Linked DNA regions of Macaca mulatta: region 2 is linked to region 1. Evidence: chromatin contacts called from public Hi-C data. All regions are on one chromosome and are shown on one strand. Each heading gives the region's core, a stretch centred on a gene start, on an enhancer-like site or on the middle of the called end of the contact. The rest is flanking DNA. Distances are from core to core; before and after follow the strand shown. Region 1 holds the start of RNF215 (ring finger protein 215). Region 2 holds the start of OSM (oncostatin M).

Region 1 (4,827 bases), core at 1,451-3,950:
ACCTCCTTGCTCCAAGCTCCAGGCTCTGGCACCTCCTTCCCATCCCCTCACCCAGTTTTCAGCCTGGGAAAGGGCAGTCTTTTTTGTTTGTTTGTTTGTTTTTGAGACAGGGTCTCCCTTTGTCACCCAGGCTGGAGTGCAGTGGCACAGTCACATTTCACTGCAGCCTCTACCCCCAGGGCTCAAGTGATCCTCCCACTTCAGCCTCCCGATTAGCTGGGACTACAGGCATGTGTCACCACACTCAGCTAATTTTTGTATTTTTTTTTGTAGAGACTGAGTCTTGTCATGTTGCCCCGGCTGGTATCAAACTCCTGGACTCAAGTAATACTCCTTCCTCGGCTTACCAAAGTGCTGTGATTACAGGCATGAAACACCATTCCCAGCCGAAAGGGCAGTCTTAAAGCTAACAGTTGGCCAGGCGCGGTGGCTCACGCCTGTAATCCCAGCACTTTGGGAGGCCGAGACAGGCGGATCACGAGGTCGGCAGATCAAGACCATCCTGGCTAACACGGTGAAACCCCGTCTCTACTAAAAATACAAACAAATTAGCCAGGCATCGTGGTGGGCACCTATAGTCCCAACTACTTGGGAGGCTGAGGCAGGAGAATGGCGTGAATCCAGGAGGTGGAGCTTGCAGTGAGCTGAGATCGCGCCACCGCACTCCAGCCTGGGCAACAGAGCGAGACTTCATCTCAAAAAAAAAAAAAAAAAGAGCTAACAGTTAGGCCGGGCCCTACCAGGCCCAGTCACAGCGGCAGCAGGGGCAGCAGCAGCAGTAGTGGCAACGGGGGCTCACGCCTGTAATCCCAGCACTTTGGGAGGCCGAGGCAGGTGGACCTGAGGTCAGGTGTTTAAGACCAGCCTGGTCAACGTGGTGAAACCCTGTCCCTACTAAAAATACAAAAAAGTAGCTGGGTGTGGTGACACATGACTCTGATCCTAGCTACTTGAGAGGCTAAGGCAGGAGAATCACTTGAACCTGGAAAGCAGAGGTTCCAGTGAGCCGAGATTGCACCATTGCACTCCAGCCTGGGCAACAAGAGTGATACTCCATCTCAAAAAAAAAAAAAAAGGCTAACAGGTAAGACCCTGGTCCCAAGCCCCCTCAGCCCATGGGAGAGCCAGGGGCTCTCTGTACCCAGGGTCAGTCCTTTGAAGTCTAAATGCCAACTCACTGCAGCAGTGCATCCAACAGCTTGGTGACATTGGAGGAATAATGGAGGACGATCACTGGCCTAAGCAGAAGCTGGGATATGTCCAGCTGCAGGGAGACAAGGAAGTCAGCAGGCCTGGGTCTCCCTTTCCCCAGCTTGCTTACCCTCACCGCCTGGTCTGATTTACCTCTCGGACCACGTTGTGGTTCAGGATGAGGAGAAGCAGGGCAGAGGCTCCCAGGAAGAGGGCCCGCCGCATCTGCAGAGGGATAGAAGGCAAGAGGCTAACATATACCCTGCCTGCACACCTGTCTCACCACCTGCAGCCCCAGCTGCTCTTAGTTCCTGGCCCTGCAGTGAGCAAAACTCTGGACAGACTAGCCATAAGCTCCTGGAAGTCAAAGGTGGAAACTGCTTCCTTCCTCCTGCCTCCCTTCCAGAGGCGCTGTGCCTTCCCGGGTCCTAGCAGGGCAGTCCCCACAGTGGCTGCTAGCAGCAGCTCCCCCCGCATCCCATACTCTCAGAGCTTGGTCAAGCTTCCCAACCTCTCTCTGGCCTCTTCTCACCTCCCTGCTTCGGAGCCGTACTGACTCCATTCTTCAAACTGGGGTGCCGTGACCCACCCAGGCCTAGAGCTTCTCTGCAAGCTCTTAAGGGCCCATCTAAGGAGGGCCTGGCTCTAGCAGATGCCTTGGAATCCCTTCCTCCAGCCCCTCCCCCCTAGACATCCCCTGCACCTGCTGGACCAGGGCCTTGGGATAGGCCTGCGGGCCACTGCCCTTATTCTCCTGGTGGAACTGGGCCACCTGCTCCTTGCCCACGTATGCCACTGCAATCCAGCCTTCCACCGGCGCCTCCTGCTCGGCATCCACGATGTCCATCTGTGTGGCAAGGGGCCATGAGCAGCGGGAGGCAGGGTGTTGGGGAGGAGGGAGCCGGGGTCATCACAGTGGATGCAAGGCCAGAGTTCGGAGAGCATCTGGCTCTCAGGTTTGGGAAGCCTGAATGCTGGGTGCCTGGGGAGCCTGGGGAGGGGCGCTGGACTGTCAGGGCTTGGTGGAGGATGAACGTCGCTTCTGGGTGCGGGGTCTCTAGGGAGGGTTGGGAGAGGGGTTTAGTGATGCGGCCAGAAGGCTCAGCAGCGCTCACCAGCAGCAGGCGACCGCCCAGCAGGGGCGCCGGGTCGGCTTCCGAGCCGATCCTGACGCCCTCCAGGACCAGAGCGTCCTGGCGCGGCAGTCTCACGTCCACCCGCACGGCGCGGGCTCCGCCCCGCCCCGCCCCGGCCGCCGGCTCGCTGCCGTCCGCCGCGGCCCCGGGCCCCGCCAGGCCCAGCCACAGCGGCAGCAGGGGCAGCAGCAGCAGCAGCGGCGACGGGGGCGGCGGCGGAGGCGGCGGCGGCGGCGATCTCAGCGCGGGGCGAGCGGCAGGGCCCATGGCCCGACCCGACGAGTTGGCGCAACAGTGGGGCCGGGGGTCCCGGGCGCGGGGGGATCGGAGGGAGAGAGGCCGCTGCCGGACGGGGCGGGGAGCCGGGAGGGGCGGGGCCGCGGCCGGACGGGGAGGGGCACCAGGAGGAACGGGGTGGGCGCTTGGCGTCTCCCGCGCCCAGACTTGGCCGCGGGCGCCCCCTGGTGGCCGCGGAGAGCTTAGGCGCTAGCGGCCGAGGGTGCTGGAGAGGGGCGGAACCGGGATCGCAGCAGGAAGGCGGGAAGTCAGAGAGAGGAGGTTCTCGCAGCCAGCGGGGTGTTCCGGCGGCGGACGCGTCAGCGGGGCAGACAGGAAAATAGTTGAAAAGGGCGACCTGGGGGAGCAGAGACACGATCAGAGCCCGAGAAGGGCAGGAGCAAGGGATGTCTAAGGGACCTGGTGGCAGGCCCTTATTCTGCGGCAGCCCCACTGACCCACGGGGTGGCCAGGGCCAAGTCACGTCCCTCTCTTCCCCGGTCCTCCCTGTCTCGACCCCACTAAACAGCAGGAGGCAGAGAACCAGAGACTGGCATGGGAAGCCGACGGGGGAGATGAAGGGGCAGGGGAAAGGGGCTGGGGGCCAAGGCAAGATGAAGCAGGCAGGGACCCAGTGCCTCAGTAGGACTGAGAGGCTGGGTCACTTCCCTCATCTGTGAAATGGGCACCATAGGCCGGGCGCGGTGGCTAACACCTGTAATCCCAGCACTTTGGGAGGCCGAGGTAGGCAGATCACCTGAGGTCGGGAGTTCGAGACCAGCCTGATCAACATGGAGAAACGCCCCCATCTCTACTAAAAATACAAAATCAGCCGGGCGTGGTGGTGCATGCCTCTAATCCCAGCTATTCAGAAGGCTGAAGCAAGAGAATCGCTTGAACCCGGGAGGGGGAGTTGCGGCGCCATTGAACTCCAGCCTGGGCAACAAGAGTGAAACTCCGTCTCAACATACATACATACATACGTACATACATACATACACATATACATACATACATAAGGACCGTGTAAAATCAACCCTGCCTCACCCCCAGCAAATAACTCAAATGTCTACTGGAATGTGGAAGTCCCACTACTGTCCTAACTACTAACTACTGTCCTAACTACTAACTACTGTCCCACTATTGTCCGTTTCTCCAAGGGTTGGGGCTGCTGGGAGCTGGCTCAATCTGAAACCTGAGCCTTTAAAAATTGTATGGTGGGCCAGGTGCGGTGGCTCACGCCTGTAATCCCAGCACTTTGGGAGGCCAAGGTGGGTGGATCACGGGATCAGGAGATTGAGACCATCCTGACTAATAAGGCGAAACCCCGTCTCTACTAAAAATACAAAAAATTAGCCGGGTATGGTGGGGGGCACCTGTAGTCCCAGCTACTCGGGAGGCTGAGGCATGAACCCGGGAGGTGGAGCTTGCAGTGAGCTGAGTTGGTGCCACTGCACTCCAGCCCGGGCAACAGAGCGAGACTGTCTCAAAAAAAAAAAAAAAAAAAAAATTGTATGGTGATATAAGGGCAAGGGTCAGATGAGCCACAACCTCTTTTTTCTCCAGAAATATTGAAATAATTTTACAGTGAACACCTGTATGAACACTGATATGGGATGACCAAGTTGCTCCTGAAGAAGCGTGAGATGGGAATATATGACAGCCCCCGATATCGGCCTAAAGACAGACAAATGGAACATGAAATAGGCCAGAAACTGACCCACACATCTAAAGATGCTGTACGTCAGAGGAAGCACTGTGTTTGTGGAGATAGAAGGAGGCAGTATCATGGACTGTTTGGTAAATTGTGCTAAGAAATTCAATTAGCCATTAGGAAAAGAAATGAAATTAGACCCCTATTACATACACATCATATACAAAATATGAATTCCATATAGATTAAAGACATAAATAAGAAAAGTAAAAGTTTAAGCATCAAAAAATTATTTATGTATTTGTTTATTTTTGATACAGGGTCTCTCTCTGTCGTCCAGGCTGGAGTGCAGTGGTGCCATCTCAGCTCATTGCAACCTCCACCTCCCAGGGTCAAGGGATTCTCCCTCCTCAGCCGCCAAAGTAGCTGAGACCACAGGGGTGTGCCACTATACCCAGCTAATTCTTTTTTTTTTTTTTTTTTTTTTGTAGAGACAGGGTTTCGCCATGTTGCCCAGGCTGGTCTCGAACTCCTGGACTCAAGGTATCTGCCTGCCTCAGCCTTCCAAAG
Region 2 (4,827 bases), core at 1,507-4,006, 120 kb before region 1:
CATCTGAGGTAGGGGTGGGGGTGGGCGGCTGAGGGGTCCCCCGGCCGGCCTTCGTGGGCTCAGTCATGTCTGAGTTGTCCAGCAGCTGGGCCATGCAGTAGACGTTGTTCCTGAGCCCGAGGACATTCGGCCTCGCCATCTGCAGCTTCTCTAAGTCCTCTATGTTCAGCCCAGACCTCTCCAAGTCCTGGGCCTTGGGGAGATGCTGCTCTAAGTCGGCCAGTCTGTGCAGGACGCGGCCCAGTGTGGCATTGAGCGTCTGTAGGAAGCCCCGCCTGCCCAGCCCCCTCAGGGTCTCCTCGCTGGGGAAGGCCCCAGGGCTCTCTCTGCAGTGCTCTCTCAGTTTAGGAATATCCAGGCCTTGGATACGTATCTGGGGGGAACAGGAGGATCACAGGGTAAATGCTGAGGACCTGGACCACACTCACAGACAAGTCAGCCTTGGAATGCTAGACCTCATGCACCCCTATCCAATCTCCCACTGGACGGATCCGGAAACTAAGACCTGAGAGGGAAGAGGACCCCAAGATCACTACAGGCAAGGTCGGAGGGATGTTGGGGACCTGGCTGGTGGGATGCCTGTGGAGAATGGGGAGCTTCAAGAGGGCTGGACTCTGTCTTGCTCACTGCTACATCCCAGTGCCTAGACCAGAGCCTGGCAGGTGTGCAGGAAACACACTGAGTAAGCAGATGAGGGCGGTGGTGGTGTCTGGAGTCCCGCCCCGGGACCACAGAGCTAGGGAAGCTGGAGGGCCAGCCTTAGCTCCTCAGGGTTAAGGCTGGAATAACACAGAGACTCAGTTCTCCTACCTGGCCATATGGAGTGAGGCTGGGCCTGTCCTCCCTGCTTCTCACTCCCTTCCTTACCCCACAGTTCTCTGAGACTCAGATGCCACAAGGGCCCAGGTGCTTACATAGGGGTCCAGGAGCCTGCTGGTGTCCTGCATGAGATCTGTCTGCTTCTGGAGCTGGCCAAGGAGCATGCGGTACTCTTTCGAGCAGCTGCCCATAGCCGCCATGCTTGCCATGCTTGGAAACAGGAGTGCAAGGATCAGACCTAAGGCAGAGAAGAGGGGTGTCACCCAACTTGGCAAGGAAAGCCACAGATGGGAGCCTCGGGGAGGGGGTTGAAGAGGGCCTTGAAAGGTGCCTCCTTCATCCCGGACTTTGTGTAGTTGAGGCCGGGGGCTGGGCACTGTGTGGCATGGTGTGTGCACAGGTGTGCCCACCAAGGCCACCATCATCTCCCCAGTAAGTCGCTGCCCAGGGCCTGACACAGCAAGCAGTGGGAGGGACTGAGACAGTGGCTGCGATTTACCAAGTAGGTCTTTGAGCAAAGGCTGCAGCGCCCGACTGGATCCAATCCTGCCTACTGCACCGTTCTAACCTCGGGAGCTGACTCTCTGCAAGGTGGGACTGGCTCCCTGCAAGACCATTGGGCTAAGGACCGGCCACCAGCCTAGGACCCTGCCTTGTCAGCTGCTCTGGCCATCCAGGTAGATGGGCCTGAGAGGGCTTCAGGGCAGGCAGCCCGGGAGTGGCTTGTGCCCTCAGCTCTGTCTAGAACCAGGAGAGGCCGCCTTTTCAACCAGAGGCACAGCCTGGAACAGATGTGGGAGACCTTCCAGTCCATGTTCCCACTTTCCTGACAGGTAAACCAAGTCTCAGGAGAAGGTCCTGCACAGGTCATAAAGGCCAGGGCTCTCCCCTGACCTCTCATGCCTCCCTCCTCTCTCCATAAGTGGTTCCTTCTGTCAGACCCACCAGGGATGCTGTGAGCCTGTCAGAGGTGTTGGGGGTGGATACAGTTACCGCTCTCCACCACCCCCAACAGGGCACCAGCAGCCACGTGGTCGGAAGGGGCCTGTGGCGCAATGGCCCGGAAGGCAGTGACACCATCGTTCCCGTCCTAAGAACCATCCGGCCCTTTGGGGAAGACTGGCTGCTGGGGAGGGCCGAGGGGCCGGGCACCCAGGCGTAGCGACCCCAGGGCACTTTCGCCGCCTCCCCAGGTATCTGCTGCTGGGCTCTGGCAGGGGCCTGTGCGTGTGGCAGCGCACGTGGGACTAGGGTGTCTGTGTGGCTGTGCATCTGGGTCTGTGTGCAGCATGAGGGAGATCTGCTCCCTTCACCGTGGGGACTGTGGTCTGCATGTGGGGGTTCCTGGGCTGGTGAGATGCAGGGCTGTAGATGACGTCATATGGCTCTGTGTGCATGTGGCCATGTGGGTGTGGCTGTGCGTGCTGTGTGATTGTGTGGGCTCTGGGGCCCCCAGGGCCGGCTGACTTTCTATTCATCCGGGGCAAGCTGGAGGCCCCAAAATCCCTCCACACCTCACACCACTTCCCTGCCCAGCTTCTGAGCCTCCCTCTCCTGCCCAGCCTCTTCACCCATCCTCTTCTCTCACTCCCTGGTTCCCAGAGTTGCCTCTACATCTCGACATCACCTCCCCCTGGAAGCCTTCCAGGGATGCCCCTTCCCTACCTGTGGAGATGCCAGGTTCTCAGTGGACCGCTCTCTCTGCCTGACCTTCTGGCTTTCTCCCCTTCTCAGCATCCTTCTGCCTGGCGCCCGGCCTCCCCAGGTCCCAGAGGGCAGAGGGTGCCTCTGCTCCCCACCGGCGCCTGTGGACAGACCCAGCAGGCGGGTTCTGGCGGGGAGGAAGGAAGTACTTACTGAGCAGCGTCCTCCGTGTGAGCGGTACCCCCATGCTGGGTGCCCGTGCTCCGGCCCGTGCCCGCTGGGGGTGACACCTCTCGGCTGGGAGCCCTGCAGGCTGGCAGCCACTTTATGCCCGCTGGGGCGATTGGCCAACACCTCATGAGGTGGGTGGGGATGGGGAGGGGGGAGGGCAGGCCTTCTGGGAACATGACCCCAAAAACCAAAATTTCCACAGGCGGCCAATGGGCGCTGGGCGCGGTGTATGCCCGCTCCTCCTCCTGTTTTCTTCGAATTCGTTCTTCGAGGTCAGCCCTACGCCCAAGGATGATGTAAACCGCAGCCTCAGCCTTCCTGGGGTGAACAGGGAGGAAGAGGGTCCATGCCATCTTCGGGGAACTGGGCCAGGGATGGGCAGGAGGGACTTCAAGTTGGGCCCCTGGAGGCCCCAGGCCAGTCTCGGCCCAGGAGCCATTGGCCTCGCAGGACATGGTGGTTGGGGGCTGAGGGGGGCGAGACGTCTTCCTTCTTGAGTGCCCTTCCTGCCCTCTCGCCGGGGCTGTTGAGACATCTGCGAGCGGAAACCACCGGGCTCTGGGCACAGAGCCAGACGCAGGCTGGCAGCCCCGAGATTGTGGTTCAGGCCCCAGGACCAGCATCCCCCAGCCCAGCTCCTGACCGTCTCCTTTGCCCCGTTGTGCACCCTCTGCCAGGCCCACTCCCCAAAGCCAGGCCCTGTCTCTGTAGACAGGCTCCACGGGGGAGAACTGGACACTTGGAGCAAGAGAAACAGGAGGCCAGCATTCAAGCCTGCTGAGGTGCTGCATGACCTGAGGCAAGTCACGTAACCTCTCTGGGCCTCAGAGACCCCCAACTATAAAATGAGGAGAAAAGTCTTTCCCAGCCCCCCTCACATGGTTGCTGCCATCATGGACATAAAAGGAAAAGACCTTTGAAGGAAAAAGCAAAGATGAAGGTCTGATTCCAAGTATTAGCTGTCAAGGGGGCGGGATGGGGGAAGGAGAAGATGGGGAAGCTGTGAGCTCAGAGGGGAAGCCGGGAGGGGGAGTTACCGCCTTGACGGTTGGGGACCAGGTTTCACTTTCTCTGAAAGATAGTGATCTTAGGCTGGTCCTCTGCGAAAGGGCCCTGGGAACAGCGCCTCTCTAGTCAAGTTGCGACTTTACTGTGGGGTAAACTGAGGCCCAGGTGAAGGCAGACAAGGAGGCCAAGAGGCCGGCCCAGGCCTATAGACCCTGCCTGGTGGTTTCAGTACATCTCCCAGGCCCAGAGGAGGGTCCTTGGCCTGCACCCTAAGGAACCCCGGGTGGGAGGAGGCCCTCAGGAGTCTGGGGAGTCATGGTGGGACCCCTGGAGGCTGCCAGGGAGGCCTGAGCTGCTCCAGCTGGAGGGAGCATGGGGTCTGGGGCACCTGAGCAAGGAGAGCCGGGGCAGCCAGAAAGGAGGAGGTTGGATGCACCCCTGTCCATGCCTGCTCCCGATGCCCAGTGTGACCGCCAAGGCTGTTGCCATCCATTCTCCCCATCACTCATTCATTCATTCGACAAGCCTTTATTTGGTTCCAGGCTGCACCAGCCACTCCCAGGTCTGAGGATGACGTAGTAGAGGCAAAAATAGGCGACCCCACTCCCAGGAGGCTGCTCTTCAGCCCCTACCCACTCCTGGGAACCCAGGCTGGGACTCACCACACCAGGCCTCATAACTCCCCCTCGCCACCCCCAGGGGCCAGTTCTGGATTCTCATCCTGAGAATGTCGCTTCCGCTAAAGTCCTCATCTCCATGCCCACCCCCACAATGCCGTTTCCTGGGGCCACGCCAAGAGGGGATCCTTCTGCATTTCACATCTCTGATCTCATCTTTTTTTCTCTTTTTTAAATGCAGGATCTTGCTCTGTCACCCAGGCTGGAGTGCAGTGGCGCTGTCGTAGCTCACTGTGGCCTCCAGTTCCTAAGCTGAAGCAAGGCTCCCTGCCTCGGTCTCCTGAGTAGCTGAGACCACAGGCATGCGTCACTGTGCCCAGCTAATTTTTTTATTTTTTTGTAGAGACGGGGTCTCGCTATGTTGCCCAGACTGATATAAACTCCTGGGTTTAAATGATCCTCCTGCCTTGGTCTCCCAAAGTGCTGGGATTACAAGTATGAGCCACAG

What was found. Hi-C and Micro-C count contacts between places; a contact is called where the count stands out from the background.
Region 2: a contact with region 1 is called in a Hi-C map of fetal cortex germinal zone, with 2.2 times the contacts expected there. The contact joins the promoter of OSM here to the promoter of RNF215 in region 1. A contact is called at or near these places in 5 of 14 Hi-C or Micro-C datasets (CD4 T cells, blood, fetal cortex germinal zone and 2 more).

The regions. Positions count from the first base shown.
Region 1 is chr10:21,157,840-21,162,666 of T2T-MMU8v2.0, reverse strand. RNF215 (ring finger protein 215) reads right to left here and starts at 2,700. Exons shown (of 9, transcript XR_013399340.1): 1 at 2,307-2,700; 2 at 1,895-2,038; 3 at 1,345-1,416; 4 at 1,179-1,264. LOC144331820 reads right to left here. Exons shown (of 3, transcript XM_077950075.1): 3 at 2,678-2,961. The coding sequence ends at 2,814.
Region 2 is chr10:21,277,265-21,282,091 of T2T-MMU8v2.0, reverse strand. OSM (oncostatin M) reads right to left here and starts at 2,756. Exons shown (of 3, transcript NM_001194474.3): 1 at 2,677-2,756; 2 at 915-1,057; 3 at 1-373. The coding sequence starts at 2,710.